Regions from separate parts of the Hordeum vulgare genome. Here region 2 is linked to region 1. The links are chromatin contacts, called in public Hi-C maps. All regions are on one chromosome and are shown on one strand. The core of a region is the stretch at or near the end of the contact, and the rest is flanking DNA. Distances in the headings are between cores, read along the strand shown. Region 1 holds the start of LOC123445309. Region 2 holds the start of LOC123445313 (auxin response factor 4-like).

Region 1 (4,243 bases), core at 1,257-3,756:
TAAGAGGTAGGGCACTTGGTTCCAGGTGCCACGACCCTTGTGGTATATCACGCTCTCTGATTTCAATGACAATAAAAGCAGGAACTCGATGGGAAAAGCTGAGCATTTCAGACTTTGAAATCCACCTTGTCAAATGGAAATCTTCCAGCGATGCTCTCTGGAAAAATGATAAGCAGCCTTTTACGCGAGTCAAGCTGCATGCATTAACTCCATTCTCATCAGTATAATCTGAGAGGATCTCAACCATGCGAGGTTCACATTTGTCAATATCAGTGCCATTTAAGGTAATCTTCCAATTTTTGTACATTGCCCATATTTCCCCTTTCTTCGGGAAGATTCGATAGAAAAACTTCTTTGAACTCCAGTCACACTGTACAGGATGAGAGAAAGCTGATATGTCCTTGTAAGTAGTTTCAGTGCCAGCTCGAAATACCCCACAAGCAACCGGTAAACCATCTTCAACCCATCGTATTTCTTCATTAAGCATTGGATGTGGTTCCAACTTCAACACAAAAACTGTAGCATCTGAAACCACATGGATTATTCTGACATAAGACCTAGGCATCCGATCCCGAGCATCGTACACAGCCCATATCTGCCCCTCCATAAAATCTTCAGGTGACAATTTGTTATTGTAGTTCATCACTCCTTGCTGGGAAATACCTGAACCTAAATTATTATTGTAGTTCATCACTCCTTCATGAAAGCCATTTGTGTCACTATGCAAACCAGAAAGCGGGGACAAAGGAGTCACACTTGCCAATGTATTTTGATGCTGCAGATTTTCTGGTACAATAGAATGTTCAAGCTCCAGGACTGTCCCAGCATCATGAGTAAATCTAAATGAAGGGATCATGTGAGAAAACATGAGCAGATTGTCACTACAGACTTGTAATACCTGCTCCCTCCCACTCCTCATGTACCTCTGGAAAACACTTTTAAATCCATCTACCTTTACCAAGGGTGCAACTGTACAACCTGAGTCTTCTGAATAACTGGTAAGAATTTCTACAGCAGAAAAGGCACTCTTCTTCCGCATTTCAGGATTACTGCACCACCCAATGTCCCAGTCACTGTAGATGGCCCATGCTTCTCCTCTCCGGGGATATAATTCAAGATGCTGATTTACATTATCACAAGATATTTCGTGGGAGAACATACTCAGAGAAGATAGCGACATTTGCCGTTCTTCAGCAATGAAGGTTCCACAGACGAATGGCAAGCTTGCAATTAACCACTCCTTCTCTTCATGAGATTGCGGGCATGGTTTGAACCACGATACATATAGCTGCATCTTATCTGTCAAAACTTTATTTATTCGTGCATATCTGCGAGGAAACTTCTCCCAGTCATAACCTGCCCAGATCTGGCCAGTAGCAAACTGGTGTATCGATCTGTCCTCCTCAAAGTTATGATGGTCATACTGTTGACTAGAGCAGGGGTCATCTTGTATGGCATCTGAGAGATCAGCAAAGCAGCCGTCGGGATCTTCCTCCGAAGAGGACACAGAATACACGTCCTTCTCCCATGCACTCTTAAGCTTCTTGTCTGCATGGTTTTCCTCAGGCAACTCGAACTCACCATCATCACCTAAAAAGCAATGATCGGTCCTCTTGGTTTTGGAAGAACTAGCCACGTTTGAACAATTTCCTACATCCAAAAATGGTCGGTCAACCTGCCAAACATGCTTCGTGTCCACGCTTTTTACTCTATCCAGGTCAGGATTTGTGCCGAGAGGAGTTGCTGACCCATCGACATGCATCCGTTCGGTCTGCGAAATGGAATCACGCCGCAAGTCAGCGTGAGCACTGCTAAACGCACCAACTGCCATCTGCTTGACCGAACCCCCCGCCGTGTTGCTCGAGTCGAAGCTGGCCCTCTTGGCCGGGTCGGACAGCACCTTGTAGGCGTCGTGGACGAGACGGAGCGCCAGGTCGGCGCCGGGGAGGGCGTCCCTGACGGGCTCCAGCTGGGCCAGGAGGGCCCTGTGCCGCGCCTCGATGGCGGCGGCGCCGTCCCCGGGCAGGACCTGGAGGGCCCGGTACCAGTGCGGCGTGCGGCCGGCGGGGGCGGCGCAGAGGACCTCCAGCACGGCGAGCATCTCGACGGCGCCGTCGAGGCCGGGGTTGGTCTGGAGCGTCTCCAGCAGCAGCGTCCTGGCGCCGGTGTAGTCCCCGGCCCGCATCCTCGCCGAGATCGCCTCCCGGTCCGCCTCGCCGTCCCCATCCTCCATCCTGCAGCCAGAAATCCTCGTCAGAGCCGAACTCGATCCCCGCATTCGATCCCCGTGCGATACAAATCGGCAATCACGCTCCGTGGCACGAAGCCGGAACCTCACCTGCCGCGCCCACCGGCCGGGACGGGGGACGAATTCGAATCGAGGTGCCCCTGAACCCTAGCGCGGGGACGGCGATTTCCGCCGCGATTTGGGGTTTGACTCTTCGGCGCTGCTACGGCGAGCGCAGCGACTTCCCCAGTAGGGGTCAATGGCCGGTTCGAGCTCTACAACTTCATTCTGTGGCCTACGGTGTGGCAGCGACCCCACCGCTTCCCTCGTGGGCTAGGCCTCCCCAGACCGACAAGCGAATGGGCTGGCAAGTCAATAGGAGAGCAAGCGAGCAACTGGGTGCGTTTGGACCCCAAGCAAAATCAGTTATATCTTTGCCAGGCTAGAAAACACGTTTGGTATAACCCAAAAAATATCGTTTCTGAGGGCAAGTTAGGTGGTGTTTCTTTACCCAGGGACTAGACTAAAAAGTCCCTTTTAGTCCCTAGGTAAAGAAACATGAGGGACTTTTTTAGTTTTTTTCTTTTCGATTTCTGGTTTCGTACATTTTTCAGCTAACCCTTTAAAGTATTTTTGTTTTCAGTTTTTTCTTTATTGGCAAGGTATGTTGGTTCTCTGTTTTCCTTTTTGGGTTTTTTTCATTGTATTTTTTAAAAATTTATATTTCAAACAAAATTATGGGTGGGAGCTTCCAACACGATCAAATGTCAACTTTTAACTCGGTTTCACAACCCTGAAATGCAAGCGTTAGATATTAAAACTCTTTAAAGTCACGGTCAATGAAGCTTTAGAGGCGCGGTTCATGAATCTCTAGAGGCACGGTTGTAATACAAGAAAATAATCAAATGGGGATATGTTATGCGGTGACAGGAGGCACGGTCAATGAATCTTTAGAGGCATGTTTCATCAATATTCAGAGTCACGTTCATCAATCAGTATAGCCACATTCCATGAATCTTTAGAGGCACGGTTCATCAGAAATCCTCGTCAGAGCCGGACTCGATCCCCGTCGATACAAATCGACAATCATGCTCCATGGCACGAAGCCGGAACGGGGCCGGAACCTCGCCTGCCGCGCCCATCGGCTGGGACGGGGGACGAATTCGAATCGAGGTGTCCCTGAACCCTAGCGCGGGGACGCCGATTTCTGCCACGATTTGGGGTTTGACTCTTCGGCGCCGCTACGGCGAGCGCATTGACTTCCCCAATAGGGGTCAATGGTCGGTTCGAGCTCTACAACTTCGCTCTGTGGCCTACGCTATGGCGGCGACCCCACCGCTCCCCTCGTGGGCCAGGCCTCCCGAGAGGGACAAGCGAATGGGCTGGCAAGTCAATAGCCAGCTTCGGAGTGCTCGTTTGTATAAATTGTGGACCGAATAGGTAGAAACAAGAATAACCCAGCGGAGTGAAAGGAGTGCGGTTCAGTTACTCAGGGAGCACTCCTTTCCACGCGTCGTCACTTGGCGCTCTCACCCGTCATCACGCGTCGTGTTTTAAGCGTTTTTTTTTGTACTTTTTCGCACGTGTTTTTGTTTTTAATTGGTTTTTCCGGGTTTTTTTGTGGTTTTTTTCATCGATCTTTCTTAGTTTTTGATGAAAAACAAACTTTAAAAAAATTACAAGAAAAAACACGTTATCTGGTTTTTTTCTATTTACCTGTTTTTTTTCTATAAGAGACACGATTTTGCTTTCGTGAGAGGCTAGTTTATGCCTTTCGGAAACAAAAAATGTATTTTTTGTTTTTGTTTTTGCCAGAGGCTGTTGAGGAACGTAGCATGGAAAACAAAAAAATTCCTACGCACACGCAATACCTATCCATGGTGATGATCATCTACGAGAGGGGAGAGTGAATCTACATACCCTTGTAGATCGCAAAGTGGAAGCATATATAACGCGGTTGATGTAGTGGAACATCTTCGTGATTCAAATCGCAACCCGTTCCGCGATCTCATCACG
Region 2 (4,243 bases), core at 1,099-3,598, 350 kb after region 1:
CTTGGAGAGGAAAGAAACCTTAAGTGTGGCTTGGACATTTCATCAAACACCTCATGTGCATAGGAGGTGAGACCTAGAGTAGCACACACCTTCACACGCTGGCCGGTCAAAAATGAGAGGAGTGAGCGACAGTGACGAGCATATATATAGGCACTCTTTTAGTCCCGGTTGGTGTCTATAACCGGGACTGAAGATAGCCATTTAGTCCCGGTTCCACACACGAACCAGGACTAAAGAGGTTGTACGAGAAGCCGGGCTCTTTAGCCCCGGTTTATGGCACGAACCGGGACTAAAGGTCCTAGAAAAACCGGGACTGATGCCGGCGAGGCCCGACCGACGTCCCGGCCTCTCGAACCGGGACTGATGCGTGCATCAGTCCTGGTTCGTAAGTCGATCGGGATTAATACTCTTATGAGGCGAGGACCAAAGCCATGTTTTCTACTAGTGAAACTTGATCTAAGTTAAAGAAATTTCACTTACCAAAAAACTAATACACATTATATTTTGAAACTGATGAATATTTGGTTTGGCGAGTGGGATAGACGATGGAGTGCGTCTTCTTTTTATTTATAGTGCAGTGTTTGGCGAGCCTTTCGTTGTTTGATTCGGTGTTATCTGTTAATTAACCCATATTTATGTGTGGTAATTTTTTGTGTTGGTGACTTCAAGTATTATAGTAGTCTTGGTGACTTCAAGTATTATATTAGTGTAACTTGGATAGTTGACATCTCTTTTCTAAGGTCACGCAAAGATGTGCGGGATGATATGTTTTTATAGTATTATCTATTGATTTAAAAAAATATTGACCAGGTCAAAAGTATGTATCAAATTCAAAATTAAATACCTCAATCATACTAGAGAGCTCCAAAATTTAAGGGCAAGAATAAATTGTTGATCAGATCAAAATCGAATGATTCATGCCTCAAATTGGATAAAAGGCTTCTAAAATTAGAAAGCATGGTGTATATATTATTTTCTTTAAAAAGAGAATGATAACACCCCCGACATCCACATCGCTGCACACTAAGGGCTTGTTTGGTTGGATACTAATTTTGCCAAGTCAAAATGTGACAAACCATGAAAGTGTGGCAAGCCATAAAGTGTGGTTAAAAAAACAAACGCCAAACTTTTGTAAAAGTTGGCAAAAAAAGATTCTATGACAAATGGACCATAGCAACAATAAAGTGTGGCAAAAATCAAACATATGTCAATTAAACTGTGGCTGCCAAATTTTGACTTGGCAAAATGTGGCCGGAAACCAATCATACCCTAATTTTCGTTTGAGTCGAGTTAGCCCGCATTAATCAGTAGCCTCATCTCGCTGAACGTTTGCACACCCACCCGTAAGAGGAAATGGAAAAGGAGGTGCTGCCATCATGCGCTTATCGCGTTACCGCGCAAGAAAGAAACGCTTGTCGCCGATCGATCAGTTTGCGCAGAAAGCCCGGCGATGCAACCAAGTGGCCAAAGGAAGCAAAGCAGGCGCCTTGCACGTCCACATCAACCCACCACGAAATGAAATACTACTACCCCATCCTTTTTCTGCAACGTCGAGCTTGTTAATTGTTTTTAGGGGTCGTCGAGCTTGTTAATTAGTGACGCACTACAAACACGAACACAAACCCCCCGACTCCTGACAAATCAAAGCCCACAAAAATAAGGAAAGGAATAAATATTTTATAACACAAGAATACACTACTTCTCAATTTACTTGTGGTTAATTAAATTAAATGGGTCGCCAACGCCTAGCTGAAACAGTAGAGACGGAATTCACGCCCGTCTACGAAACCGAAGCACATTCATCTACTCATTTATGAGAAAATGACGATGGTGCAAAAACAAATATGTTGGGAGTGAGGGGAGGAGAGGAAGAGGGAGCGTGTGGAGGGGCGGGCACTGACTGGGTGGCTGGCTGGCGCGTCCCAGCGGGAAATGAATGGGGCTGGGTCGTAAAAAGCTGTCCCGTAGGTGCGGCAGCGGCAGGCAGTGCTGCGCCCACCCACCCCGTTCGCTGCACCTCGGTCAGACCGGACCAGACAGGCCGCCCCCGCACACGCAACGCAGACCACCACCCCGGCCCCACCGCGCGCCATCGAGCCCGCCGGACCCCGACCCCCCGTCCACGCGGTCCGGTCACCGCCACGGTCCAGCACCGCCACCGCCACCACCACCACTGACACCGGCTCGGCTTGACGGGTCGGCTCGCCTCCGCCCGCCTACCCGGCTCGGCCCTCTCTCCCCTCCCCTCCGCTTTGTGCCGTGCGTGGGTGAGTGTGTTTCTCTCTCTACCCCCTACAAAGAGACCACCACCAAATCCGCCTACCCCATATCCCCTCCCCCTCCCTCCCCCGTCCTCCCCACAAAACATTTCCTTCCTCTTTCTACTGCCGCTCCGCTACTACTCCTCTCCCCTCCCCTCCTCTCGCTTCCCCTTTCCTCCATCTCCCACCCCTCGCTCCCTCCCCGCAGCCTCCTCGCGCAGCAGCAGCTAGGGTTCCTCGCGCCGCGCCGCCGGCCAGCAGAAGCAGCAGATGCCGCCGCCCGCCATGGCGACGCCGCAGGCACCCTCCGCAGGTACGCAAGCTTCCGGATCTGGCCAGCGCGCCCGTAATCCTCCTCCCACTCCACCTCGTCGGTTCCTGACGCTTACCGGTGCTGGTTTTCCGAGCAGGGGATCCGCTCTACGACGAGCTCTGGCACGCCTGCGCCGGCCCGCTCGTCACCGTCCCGCGCGTCGGGGACCTCGTCTTCTACTTCCCGCAGGGGCACATCGAGCAGGTCGGTCAAGCCCGCCTCCCTTCCTCCTCGCTTAATTCTACCCCCGCCTCGCGATTTGGCGCGGGGAGGCTCTTCTGCTTCGGTTCGCGCGCTGAATTTCCTTGCTCTCGCGCTGTTTTTTTGGTTTTCCAGGTGGAGGCCTCCATGAACCAGGTCGCCGGCAACCAGATGCGCCTCTACGATCTGCCGCCCAAGCTGCTCTGCCGGGTCATCAACGTCGAGCTCAAGGTGCCCGCTTACCCCTCACCCTTTTCCCTTGCTCAATTTCCCTCCCGCCTTCGTACAATTTCCTCGGCCTTGTTTTGTGTGCTCCGAAATTCGAGTCGGTCAGCTGATTTTTTTATGGGGGATTTTGGCAGGCGGAGGCGGACACCGACGAGGTCTACGCGCAGGTCATGCTCATGCCGGAGCCGGAGGTAAGCTCTAGCGTGAATTTCGCCCGGTTCAAACTGTGGGTATTTTCGTCCTCTTCCGCTCGAGGTGCTAATTTCCCTCCCCTCTCAACAATTCCTCAGCAAAATGAGATGGCGGTGGACAAGTCGACCTCTACAACGGGCGCCACGCCTCCGAGGCCGGCGGTACGGTCCTTCTGCAAGACCCTGACGGCATCCGACACCAGCACGCATGGCGGCTTCTCCGTGCTGCGCCGCCACGCTGACGAGTGCCTCCCTTCCCTGGTATATGTCGATTTTTACACCAGATCATTCGTATGGGGCTTGTTGCCTTCGTTTTTGCGGCATTTGCTGACCTGATCTATTTGGCAGGACATGACCCAGTCGCCCCCAACACAAGAGCTTGTGGCAAAGGATCTGCATGGCATGGACTGGCGCTTCCGCCATATCTTCCGTGGTAAGTTTCTGTTCCGTGCCTTGCTCTGATCTGTGGCAGTTTTACATCCCCATGTATGCCCAGTGTGTGTGATCTGAAGCTGATAACTTCAGTAGACCATTTGGTTGTAGCTTGCAATCAGTGACACCGCAACACATCAAATCTGCCTATAAATTGCAAGGGTTTATCTTGTACTTGATGATGGTGATGGCACCGATGATAATTGTGTTAACCGAGTGCAAATCAACAGGGCAACCTAGGAGGCATCTCCTTCAGAGCGGTTGGAGTGTGTTTGTCAGTTCCAAAAGGCTTGTAGCTGGGGATGCCTTCATTTTCCTCAGGTCTGTTGCTGTTTCCTTACTCACCAGCATAGCAATTCTTAACCTGGTGCTAAATGTGTTCTGCTCCACACAGAGGAGAGAGTGGCGAGCTTCGTGTTGGTGTTAGGCGGGCTATGAGACAGCTGTCCAACGTGCCTTCTTCAGTCATTTCTAGTCATAGCATGCATCTTGGGGTCCTTGCAACTGCATGGCACGCTATCAACACGAAAAGCATGTTCACGGTCTACTACAAACCTAGGTACATCAACAATGCTAAGGCAATCATACCCTTCTATATGTAGTCATTAATTTGTTCC

What was found. A called contact is a pair of places that touch in the nucleus more often than the background predicts.
Region 2: a contact with region 1 is called in a Hi-C map of seedling, with 5 times the contacts expected there. The contact joins the promoter of LOC123445313 here to the promoter of LOC123445309 in region 1. A contact is called at or near these places in 2 of 6 Hi-C or Micro-C datasets (seedling and an unstated tissue) and 1 of 1 datasets of contacts at active chromatin or transcription factors (embryo).

What each region holds. Positions count from the first base shown.
Region 1 is chr3H:580,007,722-580,011,964 of MorexV3_pseudomolecules_assembly, forward strand. LOC123445309 reads right to left here and starts at 2,507. Exons shown (of 2, transcript XM_045122270.1): 1 at 2,339-2,507; 2 at 1-2,234. The coding sequence starts at 2,233.
Region 2 is chr3H:580,353,226-580,357,468 of MorexV3_pseudomolecules_assembly, forward strand. LOC123445313 (auxin response factor 4-like) reads left to right here and starts at 2,349. Exons shown (of 15, transcript XM_045122275.1): 1 at 2,349-2,574; 2 at 2,672-2,778; 3 at 2,911-3,006; 4 at 3,138-3,194; 5 at 3,294-3,455; 6 at 3,543-3,627; 7 at 3,857-3,947; 8 at 4,021-4,185. The coding sequence starts at 2,532.